Linked DNA regions of Cricetulus griseus: region 1 is linked to region 2. Evidence: chromatin contacts called from public Hi-C data. All regions are on one chromosome and are shown on one strand. The core of a region is the stretch at or near the end of the contact, and the rest is flanking DNA. Distances in the headings are between cores, read along the strand shown.

Region 1 (4,579 bases), core at 1,326-3,825, 45 kb before region 2:
ATGCTAACAGAAATTGCTGAAGTTTTGAATATCCTTTAATATGAACAGGCAAAAAATGGATAATGGTCAAACTATGATTCCATGAGTGGAATAACTAACTAAAATGACATATACTCATTTATATGAAACAAGTGAGCCTATATGTATTATATAATATTATACAATGTCACAATATATATATCATATACATAAATTTTATGATATATGTCTCACACACACTCATAGGAGATGGAATGTGAATCATTAAAGTTCAGGGAAAAAGTCCAGAATCATGGGTAAAAGCACAAACTACAAATACCCTGCATCTAAAACCCAACTCTTCCACTTTCAGACTGAGTGGATTAACTTTGCTGTGCCTGCCTACTAGGGTTGCTAGGAGAATGAAAAGATTTAATATATGTAAGGCTCTTAAAGCAACATCTGCCACACAGGAAACACTAGTTAAATGTTAGCTCTTACTGTCCTTGCCTTTTGGCTAATATGATCAGAGCTCTCTGCAGAACAGTTGTCTCTCAGTGCCCACAGGGGATTGGCTCCAGGACCATCCTCCACTCATATACTAAAACCTAAAGATAGAAAACTCTCAGATAAGATGACATTGTATTCACATATAACTTACCTACATCTTACATATGATATTTTAATTATTCATAGACTATTATCTAGCCCTATATAATGTACATATTAATTTGTTATACTGTATTATAAATGATATAAAGAGGAGAAAACTATACTTGTTCAGTACAGACTCAATTTTGTTTTCAAATATTTTTCAGCTGTTGTTGACTCTGAGGATGCAGACCCCACAGATGTAAATGTTAACTATTTTATTCTTAATTTGTTGCAGGCTCATTTTTTGGAGAGAGAGAGAGAGAGAGAGAGAGAGGGCAAAATAAAAGGTCACACTTCAAAACACTTCAAATGACTTGATTTCAATAGACAATTTCTGCAAGTTTGGACATGATCTTGGATTTCTGTTCTCTCCTAATGAGGATTGCTATTTATAGACTGCTCTGTGGTGACAATTTGAAGAGCACTAAACCAGGAATTCTTCAATAAGCCACTTTGGTTGTTTTTATCACAGACTAATGATAGGAAAATTAAAAGTACATGCAAGCACTTAACTGGGCCATAGAATGATCAAGAAACAGGAATCATTGGTATAACGAAAATAATCACTTCTTTTGTTAGGCCATTCTGTTTAGAATGTTGAACTGTCACTACCTGAATCAGCCTAGTGTTTCCTAAACCCTATCCAAAGGGAAATAGAGGGCAGGTTGTGATTAACATCTCAACAAGAACATTCTCTGGAGCCTGCTGAAACCACCCTTGCCAAACAGGAGTGAATTTAATGCTAACAGTGGGATTCAGTGCCTAGATCCCAGCATCCCAACAACTCATTTCTCTTCTGCAGGTGAAACTCCACAGTGAAAGACTCACCCAATACTTGTATTTATTTATCCTTTGATTATTACAAATACTTGCGTGTTTTTGTTTGATCTCTCATTTTAAAGAATAGCTTTTATTTATTCCTTGACAATTCATACATGTATCTTGATCACACCTAACTTCCTTTGCCACTCTCCCACCACAACGCTTAAAATGTTTCCTTCCCATCTCCGTCCCTCCCTCCCTCCTTCCCTCCCTTCCTTTTATCCTTCCTTCCTTCCTTCCTTCTTTCCTCCCTCCTTGCCCCCCTGTAATGCACTGAGTCCAATCAGTGCTCCCTGCTCTCACCCAGTGCTAACGTCATTTTTAAAAGGGACTCTGCCAATGTTGGTTCTTAGTGACCTACTTTGGCCTTCTATCTAGATCCTGCTAAACGAGAAAGCAGATACCTAGGAGTGCTCTAGCAGACTGCTGAGTATTGCCAATTCTCCACAATCATCTCTACTAAACTCTGGCTTTTTGAAAGCAAGCCTCCCTTGGGTTGGTATCTCCTATAACGTTTAGCATAATGCTTGACACGCAACAGGTGTTTTCTTTGAATGGCTGTTGTGGAAGCAAAACTCACCCTTCAATCTACCAAACTCTTAAATCCATAATACAAAAGAAAAAAAGAAAAAGACCAACCTGATCCAATTAATTTATTACGCACAACTCCGCCAAGTTGGGGGGCATTAGGAAGCACAAATTTCACGGGGATCAAGGGAGAAGGCATGGTAGGTGATGTACTTAACATTTAGCAATCCGGCTTTACTTCCATTTCTAAGAAACAACATCCCGGTGGCCTCAGAGCCCTTTAAATATGATGGTGTCCATTTCCTCAGACTTCTGGACCAGAGCCTCACTTTTGTGTAGGGGTTTGGCAGAGCTCATCTTCGCAGCCCGGAGACTGCAGAGCGCTTAGGCAGTGCGTGGCGGCGGCGGCGGCGGCGCACGGTGGCGGGTCCGCTGCACCGCAGCGAGCTGCACCAACCTTGCCGCGGACACGCGCGTGAACACACCAGACGGCCGCAGCAGAGCGCGGCGGCGAGGGCGTCCCGGGCCGGTGAGCAGCAGCAGAGGGGGAGGCGGCGGCTGCCCCGCCCACCGGGCCGCGCGCCCCGCCCACGCGCGCGGGGAGGAGCCCGAGCCGAGTTGGGAGGAGAGGTGGGGCGGTCCCGGAGCGCAGAGAGACCGACTCCCTGGCTGCGGCGGCGGTGGCGCCGGGTGAGTGCCAAGCGGTCGCGGGAACCGGGCCGCGGGGACCTAAACAGAACGGGTCGAGGCGCCTCCACTTCGGGGCCGCCTGCGGGTCCGCGAGCCAGCCGCGGGCTGGAGCGAGGGAACGGAGGGAGCAAGCGCGGGCTGCGTGCGCCCTGGGCCGCGGGAGGGGGGTGGGAGAGAGGCCCGCCGCGGCCCACAGACGCGAGAGACCGGGGACGCGAGCGACTCCCGAGCTGGGTCTCTGCTGCCGCCCAGCCCGGCCTCGACTCGCCAGGCGGGAGGCCCGGGAGTCACCGCCCAGCTCGCGGCCGAGCGGGAGGAGCGGGTCGGGGCCGCCACGCGCGCCCCTCCTCTCCCCGCGCCGGTCTCCGGACGCGCGTGGGCTGGCAGCCTCGGTGCTCAATCCGCACAGGGGGGTGGCGGCGGGGAAGGAGAGGATCGTGGAGAGAACTCGGGTGACAGTCCACGAGGGGCCCTGCGGCGGTGACTCAGACAGGAAGGTCGGAGTTCAAACTTGAGCCTTGCGTGATTTATTTCTTTTTTAAATGGAGCGCCGGACGCTTAGCCCGTGCGTTAGAGAAGCCGGTTTTCGTTTTAGTAAGGGCCTGCCAATTAAACCTCATTTTAAGACGCCATTGCTTGTGTCTACTGACACTCGTTTATCCTGGCCGTGAATGTCTTGTAAACTTGACTTAAATCATTCATAACTTTCGCAAAGGGAGCCGTGGTTCCTGTAAAACTTTGAGCAACTGGAAATCAGCTGGAGGGATCTGCCGAGGCCTGTGGTCTCGTGGTCCTGCGCGGGCGTGGCTGTGCACAAACAAGAGGGTAAGGAAAGGAAGCAGCCCCAGGCCTGAGCTGGAGGGGAGGTCTGTGCCCATGTGCCAGGGCACGTTTAACCGCGGCTCCCAGTGGAAACACTGTCTTAGGCCTTGTTGGACTGACTTCACATGATTCTCCTCATTCCGGTCAGTTATTTCCTCTCCCCCTCGGCTGTCTTTGGACACTGTTTATATTTCCTGGGGCGGTCGTAGCGTCTCTTGAATAGATTGTCTATAATGAATCTTTTGGATGTTGTCAGAGCCAGGCTCTGTGTCTGTGTGTTCTCAATTTTTAAAGCAGTAGCTTGGCTTTGTTTTTAGAATGCTGGTCACCCTGCTGCACCGTTGCTTGGCACTTCAGACCATGGATGTAAATTACCACTGGATTCCAGCCCTTCTCCAGGGAAGCAGGCCACTCTAGAACAGTGGGATTAAATCTACTCATGTCAAGCAGTCACTTTCAAATAAGGAGGTTCCCCCACTTTTTAGAACAAAAAATGTATATGTCAGCAAGGCCATTTTTCAGTAAATAAACATGTGATTCTCACATATTTTTAGTTTTTCTTTATTTTTTTGTCTTTTTCATATATGCGTACCCACTTACTCTACTTCAGCCGCCTTCCACTGACCACCTTCTTCCTTCCAACAAAATTTTAAAAAGCAATTGTAGATTGCTAAGTGGACTTTTAGATAAAACATTCAGACTCTTTGCTTTCCTTAGCAGTTGGTCAGCACCTTAAAGCTATTGGCTAAGTCCTCCAGTGAATGCTGAACAGTAACTATGACACATTCATTTTTTAGCACAAGCAGTTTACTAGGTGTAGAACCCCAGTGCAGTGCACGGCACTTAGGTTTGTATAGAGCTGTGTAAAAATGAGGGTCTGTGTTTCCTAAGAGACTGCAAGTGTGGCGTGGAAAGGTGGTATATGCACCTGTGCACCTGAGTTTATTTGAAAGACAAATTCTCTGACCGTTAGGTTGCTGTTGTCACTTTTCACAGAACATACGTGATGATCTGGTTGTGAGAGCAAAGGGCTTCAGAGTAAAAGAGAGCTCTGGAAAACTTAGCTAATGCCCAATAATTTTTGTCCCAAACCTCTCTCTAGTAG
Region 2 (4,906 bases), core at 1,736-4,235:
AGGCACAGAGCAAGGTGCTAGACAGTGGGAAAATAGAACCACAAAAACAGCAGACCCTTGAAACCTTTCCCTCCCATTTAAGTACAGTGTGTTGTGAATTACAGCAGCTATATTATGAAGCCCTGTCTCAAAAAACAACAAACAAGAACAACAAAATTGCAAAAGTTTTTGGGAGTTATTTGTAGCATTATGTGTGTATATCTGTATCAACTGTTGATCATAAATTATAAAGATATTTATAGTTGTAAGAAAAACAGTAAGCTAGTACATGAATGAACAAAGAATATGAATATTATTATAAAACATTAATAAATGGGATATCTTTATTAAGAACTTTAGAAAAAAACAAAACAACATTAACAGTACCATTTTATCTATAAAACATTAAGATTTTAGGAATCCGTGCTGGAGAGATGGTTCAGTGGTTACAGTGCCTGTTCTTGCAGAGGATAGGGTTTCTGTTTCCAGCACCCTTGTGGCAGCCTACTACTGCCTGTAACTCCAATTCCAGGGACTGGACATGCTTTAGTGACCTCTGTGGGCTCCTGTGTGCAAGTGGTGCACATATATAAACACAGGCATACATATGCGCTTAAACCCCCCCCCCAGAAAAGCTTAGGTAACAGATGTTTGGAACTGTTCATTATTTTGGTGGTGTGTTAATAAAAGCTCCATTAGTGGAGAAGGGCTCACAAGCCCCACCCCTAACTGAGGAGATACTGACAGTGGCTAGCTTCTGCAGGAGGAAGAGCCAGGTTTTGTTAATGGTGTGTCAACCCCTGATAGGCCAGCCACGCTTCAGTGGATGGCCCTACACCCATGAGTCAGAGGACCTAGGTTTTGTTCCTGGCACCCACATGGTGGATCACAACCATTTATAACTTCAACTCCAGGACCCCCTTTCTCACCTCTGCAGGCACCAGGCATGCATGTGGTGCACATGCATACATGTGGGTAAAACACTCATATGTAACATAAGATAAAGAAACTGTTACAAAGAACAGACTTTCGGTCTGCATATTAAGGATGGTGTCTCTCCAGAAGAGTTACTCTCAATGGATGGCTTAAGCCAGGCCTGGCAGCAAGGAGCCCATCTTAAGGTGGAACAGAGTGGGCTGGTTCACCACCCTGAGGACATGTTCTCACCCACCCACCCCTGTCTACATCATTGGCTAGTCTTAGTCATCTTACCTGCAGAGTGCATCCACTTCTGCCCCTCCTGTCACCATTCTAGGCCAGGGCACCATCATTCCTCACCTGAGTAACCAAATGGCTTTAGAATTGGTTGCCTTTCACCCACTGTTGCTCCATATAGCTGCAAAAGAGAAGCAGCTGAACTCTTCCGTAAGCATGACAGCCTCTGCTCTTGCCAAAGTGTTTGCTTGAAACTGACTTTTTACGTTGTCTGCGCATTATTACCCTGTACAGGTCTTACATCAGCAATGCCATTTACTTGATAGACACCACTTACCTTGTTCATGCTGCATCCCTAGTGCCTACAACTAGGCCCAGCACATTATTTGCTTTGTAAACCTCCCAGTAAAGAGTTGAGATAGCAAAAATCAAAATACAGATGCATAATTTGGTCATGAGTGTTGGATGCCTCTGATGCTCATATTCTTGAAAAGGTAGTACTTCAGGTGGGCATTAGAGCTAACTGCATTTGTCTGTGAGTGTTGCATTGGGCCACATTCCTGGTGCAGTCTTTGGGATAAGCTAGTAAAAGCTCCTTCTCCCTATAGGTCTTTACCATGTCTCTGATCCTGAAGAGGACCATGTCCTTGTACAAAGTTCCTTTTTGTGGCCATCCAGAAGTATAGAAAGATGCTGTAAAACTCTGGGCCATTTCCTGGCAAGCAAGGAAACTTCATCATAGTCTCTCTTCTCCAGCCAAAACCATTGTATGCTACATAGGCAGAAGGCCCAAATGTTGGGCCAGGGAAGTAGCTCAATTGGTAAACTACTTGCTTTGCAAGTATGAGAACTGAGGTCAACCAAAGGCACCCATGTTCAAGAGCTGGCTCTAGCAGCACACAGTAATCCAAGTGCTGCACAGAGGGTAACAGCAAGGCCCTGCTGGCTGGCCCACCTGGCCTTCATGTAGAATTCTAGGTCAGAGAGAGACTCTGTCTCACAAACAGGTGGACAGTGCCTGAGGAATGACACCCAAGCTGCTCTTTGGCCTGCAGACACACACATGCACTCATGATCCATGTGCAAAGTAGAATCAAACAGAGGAACCCCTTAGAGATATGGTTAAGTCAGTGAAACTCTAGTTGCTTATGTTCCCTCATGTACTGGAATAGGCCTAGGAGGTATTGCTGCCTTGGCTGGATTTAAAAGATAAAGGGAAAGCTTGCTTTGTTAATGTGCCCCATCCTTGCAGTGCTGCTTTTCCATATGTCTTTATTGAGCACCTACTATATACTGAATATCTTTTGAGGTCTTAGAGACATACAAATGTGGTATAAAGGTGGTTCTCACCCTTCCAGGGTTCTGTAGGGAGACCACCCCATCACCAACTAAAACCCAAGAGCTCCCTGTGACAGTAGGTGTTAGGGTAGTGAGAAGAAGACAGTGGAACCATGTGGGGAGAGATACAGTAAGGTTGTTAGAATGAAGGCTCTGGAAGCAGATTGTCCGGCTTCACCATCTTGTGCAGTTACCAACAAGCCTTGTGACCTTAGGCTACTGACTTAGTTATGCTTGTTTACTTACCTGCTAACTGGGGCAATAAAGGGTGACTCAAAAGAATTACAAACAGTATTAAAGCTTGTGGGGCATTGGTACCTGGCTCCCTAAAGACCAGCTCTTACTGTTATCAGTTGTTTCCTGGGCATTTGTTGGCTGAATTGAACAAATGCTGCTGCCATGGCAGCCACAGTTAGCGCTGGGTTGGTTGGCAGGGAAGTCTGGGTGACTAAAGTACAGCATACCCATGAGGAATGGTAGGAATGAGATAAGGGGGAGGTTGGGTGAGTCTTCTTGCAGGTTTGGAGCCCAATGTGTGACGCCGGTGCAGCCTTAGCCTGCAGGTTCTGCAGTGTCATGGATGAGCTGGCCAATTTATCCTGTGGGTCTAAGTTTCTTCACTGAATGTGATTTCTGCCCTTGCATTAATAAAAGGATGTGGGATTTTGTTTTGTTTTTTTGTTTTGCTTTGTTTTCTATTTGGAACTTTCTGTTTTCTCTTCTTTCTGCCTTAACTCCCTACTGCTGCTAAAACAGATACATAGATACATAGTTGTGACTTTTTGGAGAATGACGGAAGTGATGGGCCTTAAGACAGATAACAGAGACAAGGGGTTCTGTAGATCTCATATGATCCTCCCTCCCTTCTCTCCCTTCTTCCCCCTCCTTCCCATCCCCCCTTCCCTCCTCCTCATCCAAACAGATGCCAGACTCATTGCACTATACTTGACTCCAGGCCTGCTTGTGGTTTTCATGTTCCCATGTCAAATTGTTTTTAATTTTCAAGCATGAAGTAACTCTCCCATCTGCCATGACTGTTGTTGTCTAACCGTGTTATCATGAGAGCTGGTTTTCATAGTTGGTGGTTGTTATTAAAATGCAATGTTGAGATGTTCAGGTTTAATTGAGAGCAGCATTGCTACCAGTGTGGGCTCTGGAGGCAGACCCTGCCACCCTCTTAAAGCCTGGGTAAGTCAGGTACTCTTGCTGTGCTTCAGTTACATGTATGTACATGTTACAGTATGTAACAGTTGCCATGCTACATACTTCCCACAGAAAGTTACCTTGAGGATTAGGTGAGGTAAAAGGAGCAAGGTCAGGTCCTGCAGGCCCCTGATTGGTGCTGTGTAATCCTTGCTGCAACTGACTTCTATTAAAATGAGGCAGTGATAGGTTTTCTTGAGAAGGAAATAGTGACTGCTCTCTCCACTTTGGCAACTGAGGAAATGTCTCAATGGATAAAAAAGTCTTGGCTGCCCAAGCTTGAGGACCGGAATTCAGGTTGCCAGCACCACATAGAAACATAGTTCAACAGCACACCATCTGTTACCCTAGTTTTATGGGCAAAGACAAGCAGATCCCAAGGGCTCACTGGCCAGACAGTCTAGCTGAAAGTGTAAGCTTAAGCTTTAGTGAGAGACCTCATCTCAATAAAGTATGGTGAAGGTGCTGGAGCGGTGGCACAGAGGTTAAAGAGCATTTGCTGCTCCTGAAGAGAATGTGTGGTACATATAGATGTGGTCAGAACACTCAAATGTCGAAATGAATTACTAAAATAGGATGGAGAGCAATAGAGGAGGCATCTCACATCAACCGCTAATCTCAACACATGTATACATGGGCGTGCCTCATACCCATATGCATTCATGTGCATACATACATCATACATTGATATGTGTGTGTGTGTATATGTATGTATACACACATACACACATACACACACACATACACACATACACACACACATACACACACACACATACACACATACACACACACACACACACACACACACACACACACACACACACACACACACTCACTCTTCATTTCAGTTTATTTGCTTTGTAGCTTGGTTTCACTGAAAGCCAGGCACCTCTTTCTCCATGTGTTCTGTTCTGTGTGCAGCCACTGGCTGTTATGAACTCACATTGTGACTGTTCTGAGCTGAGAGGTACTGGGTCTTGATGACTTAATCTTGAAAATAGAGCAGGGGAAGAATTGAACAGCTGCAGGGTCCAAGGGCACAATGAAACAGACCTAAGGTGAGGAAGTAGAAGCTGCAAACACACAGACTCAGATGAGTAATTTGTAGGAAAGATTTGAGCTGTTATTGTTACAAAGTAACTGTGGGGTAAGAGGTTAACCAGCTCTGCTGGGGGACCATTTTTTCTGTTTATGTAATTATTTCATAATGTCTTCTATAACATCAAAT

Evidence for each region. A called contact is a pair of places that touch in the nucleus more often than the background predicts.
Region 1: a Hi-C map of the CHO-K1 cell line shows a contact between it and region 2, with 2.8 times the contacts expected there. The contact joins the promoter of Gng12 here to the enhancer-like site in region 2. A contact is called at or near these places in 3 of 8 Hi-C or Micro-C datasets (the CHK-Q cell line, the CHO-K1 cell line and fibroblasts).

The regions. Positions count from the first base shown.
Region 1 is chr8:76,309,262-76,313,840 of CriGri-PICRH-1.0, reverse strand. It overlaps Gng12 (guanine nucleotide-binding protein G(I)/G(S)/G(O) subunit gamma-12), which reads left to right and starts at 2,575. Exons shown (of 4, transcript XM_027430228.2): 1 at 2,575-2,652.
Region 2 is chr8:76,264,315-76,269,220 of CriGri-PICRH-1.0, reverse strand. All of the region lies in intron 1 of Gng12 (guanine nucleotide-binding protein G(I)/G(S)/G(O) subunit gamma-12), which reads left to right. Among named protein-coding and RNA genes, the nearest start is that of Gng12, 44 kb to the left of the region's middle. Within about 2 kb of position 2,985, at least 3 of the 6 cell types and tissues checked have open chromatin away from gene starts, as enhancers often do. A contact at or near this core is called in the CHO-K1 cell line and fibroblasts, where this site is marked.